Regions from separate parts of the Gossypium hirsutum genome. Here region 1 is linked to region 2. The links are chromatin contacts, called in public Hi-C maps. All regions are on one chromosome and are shown on one strand. The core of a region is the stretch at or near the end of the contact, and the rest is flanking DNA. Distances in the headings are between cores, read along the strand shown.

What was found. Hi-C and Micro-C count contacts between places; a contact is called where the count stands out from the background.
Region 1: a contact with region 2 is called in a Hi-C map of leaf, with 1.7 times the contacts expected there. The contact joins the promoter of LOC107887513 here to the promoter of LOC107963843 in region 2. A contact is called at or near these places in 6 of 34 Hi-C or Micro-C datasets (anther, hypocotyl, leaf and 1 more).

What each region holds. Positions count from the first base shown.
Region 1 is chrA03:5,364,634-5,369,017 of Gossypium_hirsutum_v2.1, forward strand. LOC107887513 (RING-H2 finger protein ATL63) reads right to left here and starts at 2,172. Exons shown (of 1, transcript XM_016811774.2): 1 at 1,126-2,172. The coding sequence starts at 2,023. The coding sequence ends at 1,274.
Region 2 is chrA03:5,229,994-5,234,338 of Gossypium_hirsutum_v2.1, forward strand. LOC107963843 (probable phytol kinase 3, chloroplastic) reads left to right here and starts at 2,326. Exons shown (of 6, transcript XM_016900338.2): 1 at 2,326-3,048; 2 at 3,618-3,685; 3 at 4,177-4,308. The coding sequence starts at 2,935.

The sequences.
Region 1 (4,384 bases), core at 922-3,421, 130 kb after region 2:
CCTTAATTAAAGTAAAGTATATTATTTGAGGGTAATTTAGTATTTTTAATTTAAAAAAAACAATAGAAATATGCATATGGTAGGACTTGAACTCAAACCAATTACATTAATAAAACTTTTAATTTATCATTCAATTAATTAGTTATATGTCATACATTTCATCATTTATTATATATTATTTTTAAACTCATATTTATATTCTATATTTTTAGTTTCCACGTGCGTACGTGTGATAAAATTTCTAAACCCATCATGTTATTTTCAAAATAAAAATAAAAAGATAACCCATCAAGTTAGGGGTTATTTCAAGAATTTGTCCTTATAAATTCAGATTGGATGGGAAGCTGAGGAGTTGGGAATTATTTTACCCCTATTCTGCCCAAGAAAAAGAACAGCAAAGCAAAAATAATTTTAACAGTGATTCTGACTCATGTTTGTCCTTCAGTCACAGATGGTGCACTGTTGTCTGCTGCAACAAATTAGACACTGAAGCAGATGCCAAAATTGAGCAAATGGTAACAATTATTCAATCCATTGGCATGAGTTAAACGTTTTATGCATGGATTCTGCAGGTTTGCTATATATGGCTTTCATCTTTTAGATTTAATCGAAAGCCATTATGATCAACAATTATCGAATGGGTTCAATTTAGTCCTTACACAAAAATGTGAAGGTATGAAAATGGAGTTAATTCGGAAATTGAGGGACTACGAGTTATATTAATAAAAAGAACAGAGAAAAGCAGCATAGGACAATGAAGTGAAATGAATGGGCCTGAGTAGAAGCAAATGGTCCAAAAATCCGACCAAGGATTTGGATTATCTAATAAATATATGTGCAGCAGTTGTTTGACCATTCATGTCCCTCACATCACATGATTGATTAATTAACATTGACCACAAAACAAGGAAAGACTTTTGTCCTCTTTTGCATTTCAGACAATCTTTTTTTTTTTTTTATGGTCCTGGGTTTATTATACTATTGCTTTTGCGACAACCATATGCGGCCACCATGCTCCATCTCAATCTCCTTCTTTTCAAGTTCTCATCACCTCATTTTCGATTCATTGGGTTTGAATCATTGAATTTTAGGAGTTTAAGGGTTTGGATTGAATGGATTTTCGGATGAATGGAAAACAAGATTAAAATTATGTGGCTCAATGTAGGAGAAAGATGATAAACAAGTTTTCCGACATCTATACACAAAAAAGTGATGTAATTTATGAACATGAAAAAAGAAAAAGAGAGCAAGTAAATCACTCTGTTCATCAGCCTCAAACTTGAAGATCACCGCCGTTTGATGTGGGAAAAACTTTCCTCTCTGATCTGTTCCTACTCAACATTGTCTTCAAAGAACAACCAATGGAAGACGAAGCTGAAAGATCGTCATCGTCATCGTCAATGGGTGCCGCAATTTGATGATGACGACCAGAATCTAATGATTCCCCCACAGTCTCCGATGAACTGACTTGAGATTCAGCATCATTGGTCAACAACACAGGCGCTCTGCAAATGGGGCAATTGGAGTGAGAGTGGAGCCACATATCAATGCATTCGAGGTGGAAACCATGGCCGCACTTGGGCAAGTTCCTTCCAACATCGTTATCCTCGAACGGACTTAAACACACGACACAGTCTAAGTTGTGTAACCCATGCTTCTTGTTGTTGTTGCTGTGTTCATCTAGTTTGAAAACGAACAAGGGGATGGAGGAAATGAGGGAAGGATCGAGACCCTTGGATGGGGAGGAGGCGGAGGCGTTGTTGTCAAAGGAGAAGGCGTGGAAATGGCGGAAGCGGTCGTGGGGGAAGACGTGAGAAAGAGTGGAGGAAGATCGGCTTCTTTGGCGAGCATGAGCCAAGAACCACTTGGCGTAGAGATGGAGGAGGAGGACGAAGAGGATGACGAGAAGCAATGAGATGATGGCAGCCAGCAGCACGTTGCCATCGTAGGAGGAAATGGTGCTCACGAGATTTGATAATGGTGGGTTTGGGGTTTGCTGTTCTGACTCAATGGTAGCTGACATTTTTTTTTTCTTTTTTGAAGATTAGTGAGCTGCAAATATGCAGATGGGGTTTGGAATTATTTGAGTGATGGGGATGGAAATGCCTTTATATATATCATCTATTTGGACCTCATGTAATCCTTAATCTCTGTTTTATGATTTATTTAGGTTAATATTTTCGAGGTTTGTAGTTATTTTTTTCATTTTTTATATAATATTAATTTAAAATATATAATAATAAAATTTATATTAACATTTAATTAACAGTTAAAATAATAATTTAAAATTATTATTTTATTTTGATAAAAAGGCATATTAAGTTAAAATTGGGTATAAGTTTAATATTTTTAGTCTAGTTTGAAATGGATGTTATATGAAGGGTATATCGGATTGGGGTCAAATCCCGTAAAAAGACTATGTCTTTTCATTGTCATCTTTAATCTTTTTCGGAATTTAAACATGAATTCCCTACTTAAGAGTATAATGTATTGTCTTAATAATCAGTTGAACCAGTTAAATCATCAGTTCTCGAATCAAACAGGTTGATTGTCGCTTTAAAAATAATTAAAAATTTATAAAAAAACTAATAGAAATATCTTTTAAAAGCTAATTCAACCGATTCAACTATTAACATTGTCCTAGTTTTTGAACTTTCACTTCTCCCGAAAGATTTACTTATAAATCAGTTCAACTTTTATATCTAAATTGATGCATTGATAGATTTTTAATCCACCCGATTCGACCAACACGATTTTAATAACACTGATATAATAATACTTAAGAGTGCACCGAATAATTACTTGTGATAAAATATTAAATGATGATTAATAAGTGAAGAAGAAGAAGAATATGAAATGAATGGAATTGGAATCTTCTATAAATATAAAATAGTACTATTAAGAAATGTTTCCGTGAAAGTCAAGTTGTTTGTTGGGTTTTGGGGATTCTTCCTTTTTAAGCATTTGCGTGTGTTAGTCAACAACACTACCTCTCTCTCTCTCTCTCTCCTTTCTTAATATGTAGGTACACCTTTAGTTTTGGTCCCTAAATTTTAATTTCTCATAATTTAGTCATTTACTTTTGATGTCAATGTCTTTAGTTAAATTCAAATTGTTAATATTATTAACTTTTCTGTATAGATTTTAATCACGAGATTATGTGATATGGCAAGAGTTTCTCTTACTTTAACTAGTAGTCGAGGATTTGATCCTCGTATTGAATATAAAACAGCTTTAAAATTTGTGATCAGCATTTATCCTTTAACGGGCCTACAGAACACGGAGGATTAATCATTGGGTTTGCTCCAGTGGATATCTTGAGAAAAAAAATGTTTGGTTTTTCTTAAAAAAATTTCTTCCAATTTGTCATGTTGACATAAATTTTCCTTTTTTGTGTTGGAAGAACTTTTTTTAAGGAAATTCCATGTTAGAAATTTAATCGGAATACTTAACAAGGATGGATGATCACTAGAGCCAAGGGCCTTGGCCTCCAAAAAGATTTTGAAAATTTTCATTAGATACTTCAATTTTTTTAATCAAGCCCCTCCAAATTTTTTGATAATTTTCATTAAATTCCTCAAAAATTTTAAAATTTAAGTTAGCTCCCTCCTAAAACTTGATGCCAAGATCAGCTACTAATAATTGATGACATTAATTATTTTCATTAACTAATGACATTAAAAAAAATAAAGGGACCAAATAATGTCAAAATAGAGTATATTAACTAAATCTAAAATTTGACCATAGTAGAAGGACTAAAACCACAATCTAACCTATATACGTATATGATAATATTGATGGTGTAATTAAGTCAAAGGAGAATCCCATAATCCAAGGAGCAAATGAGATGAGAGCGGTGCATTGGTGAGAAAAAAGGGTTATGAAATGAAGGGCTCGTGAAGGCGACGGCAGCTTAGGTGAGGCAATCGGTTTATAGGATTCTTCATGTGATTGTTTTAGGGGAACCCATCCCCAATGCCTACGACATCAAAGTTTAAGGGGCAATTGCATCAAATATCCTCAAATTATTACCCAAATTTTGAATTAGGTAATCAAGTAGATCTTTTTTATAAACTTAGACATTAATTTGGGCATTAAATGCCGACTCAAATTAAATTATAAACATGTGTGTACTCAAGGGTGAAGCTAGAAACCTTTTAAGGGGCAAAATTAAATTATAAATTTTCGGGAGGTTGGAGTGTAATTTTATAATTTATTAGCTTATGGTTTCATCATTTTTTAATGACTAAACAAAAAAAATTTATTTTAGAAGGTTAAAGTGCAATTTTACTATATATTAACTTCTAATTTTATCATTTATGAGGGGACTAAAAAGCTATTTTTTCCATTTTGGGAGAAGTAAATTTAACATATTGAAAAAATT
Region 2 (4,345 bases), core at 1,076-3,575:
AAATATTAAAAAATATTAAAGTTAAATGTAATATTTACAAAATCAATATACGAGTTTTAGTCTAGACTCAAGTTAGAGTTAAATCTAAGTAAGTTTTGATGTTTTCAGATTTAAATCATTTCTAATTTATATCATTTCGAACTTATATATAAGAATATTAAAACTCAGACATGATTTAAACTTGAAACGAAACTAAACTTGAAATAATTCGAATTCAAATTGAAATATATGCTAATTTGATCAATACTCTTAAAATTATTTATATATAATTCATTCAATTGGATCAATGACTATAGTATTAATATAATAATCCATTCGTTTGCTCTAACAATTAGAATAATGTACAATTTATCAGTGTTCTTAAAATTACTTATACACCATAATGTCGTTATTTTCATACATAGACTAATTGATGTCGTTACATTCATATATAGATTAATTCAATTGAATTAATGATTTTATGATTAATTATATAATTGATTGATTAAGTTTGTGATTAAGAAAAAGTGTATGCACATAATGTCATTGCAGTAGTACATAAAAGATTTAATTGGATCACTGAATATACCACTAATTATATAATTCATTTGATTATGTCCGTATAATTAATGATAATGTAATTAATAGTATAATTCATTCAATTACTTTTATAGATAGTTCAATTCAATCAGATAAAAATTAAATGATTAATATTATAATTTATTCAATTACATTCATAATTAGGTAACAACGCAAATGCACATAACATCATTACCCTTCTACAGAAATGATTCAATTGGATTGTTGAATGTCTGACTAATTATAATTCATTGGATTAAATTAGTATACTTAATGATTTTATGATTAATAGTAGAGGTGGAAATTGGGCGGGTTTGGGGATAATAATTGTATTGGTATTTATTGAGAGAAAATTACTTTCCTACTGAAAGTAGAAATTGTTTCTAGTTATGTGTTTGATTCATGGTTGTTCGAGCCCACATTCAAAGTGATTCTTGGTACGAGAATAGCGGAAAATGTTCTTTTGTTGAAAGCTAGGAATGTCTAGGATTTGTCTCTCACAAAACATAGGTATTTCTTGGGAAAAAGTTTATTGCCATAAATATTATAAACTATCTCAATTTTCAAAATTTTAATTTTCCATCGTGATAGAAAATCATTTTTAAACTAGATTTTTTCCAACACACCATTCTTACCATTGCCATTGTTTTCATTTTTAAATTGCCCTTATTCTTTATGGTCTCTCCCACCATTGCTCATCTCTTTGGGCTTGAAAGATTCGAACTTGTCTTTCCTTGGACCAAGCTTGAGAAAAGACTTCGCCTCAACCATGGTTATGGTAAGTTCAATGATTCCTTATCAGCATAACTCTTGTTTTGCTAATGACTTCAACCCATCCTTAAACCAGTAAAATGCTTCTTTCTCACTCAGGTTAGAGATTTGAAGCATCAATTCCCTGAAATCTTTGACATACTCCTGAACATTGCCTTGTTGTGTAAGCTGACGCAACTTAGCTTGAGTCTCCTCCTTGGTATATTGTGGGTAAAATTGCTTTTTGAATACCTTTTGGAACTCCTCTCAAGTTCCAATCACGATCCTACCTCGTTTCTCATCTTTGAACCTACGACACCACCATAAGAGAAAATTGTTCCATCCCCCTAGAGAAAATTGTCCACATACCTTGTGGACCTTGTCCTCTTGAACTCTTTCATATTGGGACTTTATCCTCTTGAACTCTTTCATATTGGGGACATCCATATTATGCTACTTAGGAATCGAAACCAGCATCCCATGATCATCCATAACGGCATTGAGGGCTTCTTTCATCGCATCCCGATAGGAACTGATAGCCTCCGCTACATAGTCCCTGAGCTGCTCCCTCATTGAGTCCAACTCATCAATGTGTCCCTTAACTACCTTGGGTGTTTCCTTCACACCATCCATGGATCCCTTGAGAATGGTCACCCGACCTTCCAAACTCGACAGCTTACCCTTCGATCTACTATTTTTCCTAATCTTCCCATGGGTTTCCATCGGGACATTTTGTTCGCCTGCTCCTTTCATCATCTCAACTAGTGCCTTTGAACATTGGCTCAGATACCAATTATCACGAGGCTAGAACTTTAGTCCAACAAACCGTGTGGACTTAGGCTATTTCTTTGTTTCAAATCTATCTAAGTCAACCTAACTCTCAGAAATGAGAATTCACAAAGAAATTTCTCTAATGCATTAAAATAACACGAAAACAACTCAAAAAGACAAAAGGCTTGAATCGAACAAAGTAACCCACAAGAAAACAATAACACATTGAGTTAATGCTTTCAAAAGTATTCTCTTACTTTGAATGGAGTACAAGCAATGAATTGATTACAAGTGAGGGGAAATGTTTCTATTTATAGATGAGCTTTCCCCGATCGAACAGTACAAATTAAATTATATCATCAGTTGGTATTAGTGCAAAGATTTAAATTTTATATAATCTTATGGATTAGGATTTACATTAACTATAATTTATATTAACTATCAAAGCTTCAAATAAATCTACCTTAATCAATTGATTTCATGAGGTAGATAGGTTTGTTCATGCCACCGTTCCCTCCGTCCTCCGTGTCAGGGAGGAGACAGCCGACAATCACCGCTCTATTTGATCAGGTCAAAACCCCGCCAACCTCTTTTCATCATCTCCGTCACGGTACTGAAGCGAAACATTTCGTTTTCTATTTCCAAATGCTGACTCGAATACCTCAGTTCACCTTAGTAGACCAAATGTTTGGCAGTTTACTAGATATTTATTATTTTAGTATTTATGCATATCCATTTAGCAATTTTTCAAGGTGGGAATTTTTTTTAAAATAGAATAATCATGTTTTTCAAAAATATGTGCAATTTTTTTTAAAAAAAAACTCATGAACAATTTTATTCGTGGCGGTTGGGAAAATGTTATATGAAAACTCTCTGGTGTCCGACTTGTTCGCCGCCGTGGTTTGCTGCGGCGTTATATTCGCGTTTCTCTTACTCTGGCAAGTAACCGCCAAATGCGGCGTAGATCAGGTCAGTTATCCACTTCGCTTTTATCGGTATAGGTTGCATCTAAGTAGAGATTTTGGCCTTTGGTTCGATTCACCCAAACTCAGTGTTATCGCCATCATTACTTGGCCTTTTTTTTCCCTTTCCTTTTCTTTGATTATATAGATTGCACGGTCAACGGGTCTTAAACTTTGTTTGATATAAGAAATCATTGATTTTAAATTCTAATTTGTGGAGACAATTGTGATCAAATTCAGTTATCTTTGAATCTTTGGATTTTGGATTTGTTTGAATTATCCTTCTAATTAGTTACTTTTCTCATTTCCTACTGGATAGAAATGTGTTTGACTCTGGATATTTTCATCATTTCAGGCAAGAAAGATTGATTTTTATTACGGTCTGATTATGGTTTTAGTCCCCCTGTTATCATTTGATTTTAATTTAGTATAATTTGGTTTCTTTAATTTTATAATATTGACGTGAATTTAAAAAAAAAAAGGGTAGATATGTGAATTTATTATTTGTTAGGATTGATTGGAATTTTAGGTGTTCATTTGTATAAGTTTCATAACTTGTTTGTTCTGTTGTTTCAGAAACTGAATAGGAAGCTTGTGCATATAAGTATAGGGCTAGTTTTCATGCTTTGCTGGCCATTATTCAGGTAGTCTCCTCCTTACCAAAATTCAGGCTTTATATTGTTTGTCATGTATAGCAAAAAAAGAACACAGATAATTCGTATGATGGACAATCGAGAAACGTTATTCCTGGAGTACAATTTTTTCCTCGAACAGAACAATTTGTACGCTGCACTCTGAATTGTCCTTGAATTCTTAGTAAATACCGATAACTTAAAGTGAGAAAGAAAATATGGAAAGGATAATTAATCCTCTTGACACCGGAGTAGAAATGTTACCAAATGATTATAGTTAGAAGCTCCTTGATAGTGCTTCCTCCTTTGAAGAAACACCTAAAGAGCTTGAGAAAATAATGGGAAATTGACTCATTTATGATGAAAAAATGAAGGTGAAATCTTGGTTACTCTTCTATTGAAAATATTGTACATTGTTTTATTTGAAAATACTACTCACACACACATATATATTGTATACAACAGTATTCCCTGGCAGAATAGCTGATACTTTTATCATACAGTGCAGGGTATCGCGGAGCAATTTTAGCAGCTATAACTCCTGGTGTCAATATTATACGAATGCTTCTTATCGGTTCTGGAATTTGGAAAGATGAAGCCACTGTGAAGTCAATGAGCAGATATGGAAACTACAGGTTATAGATTGAATACGGAAACTTAATGTCTATGTTA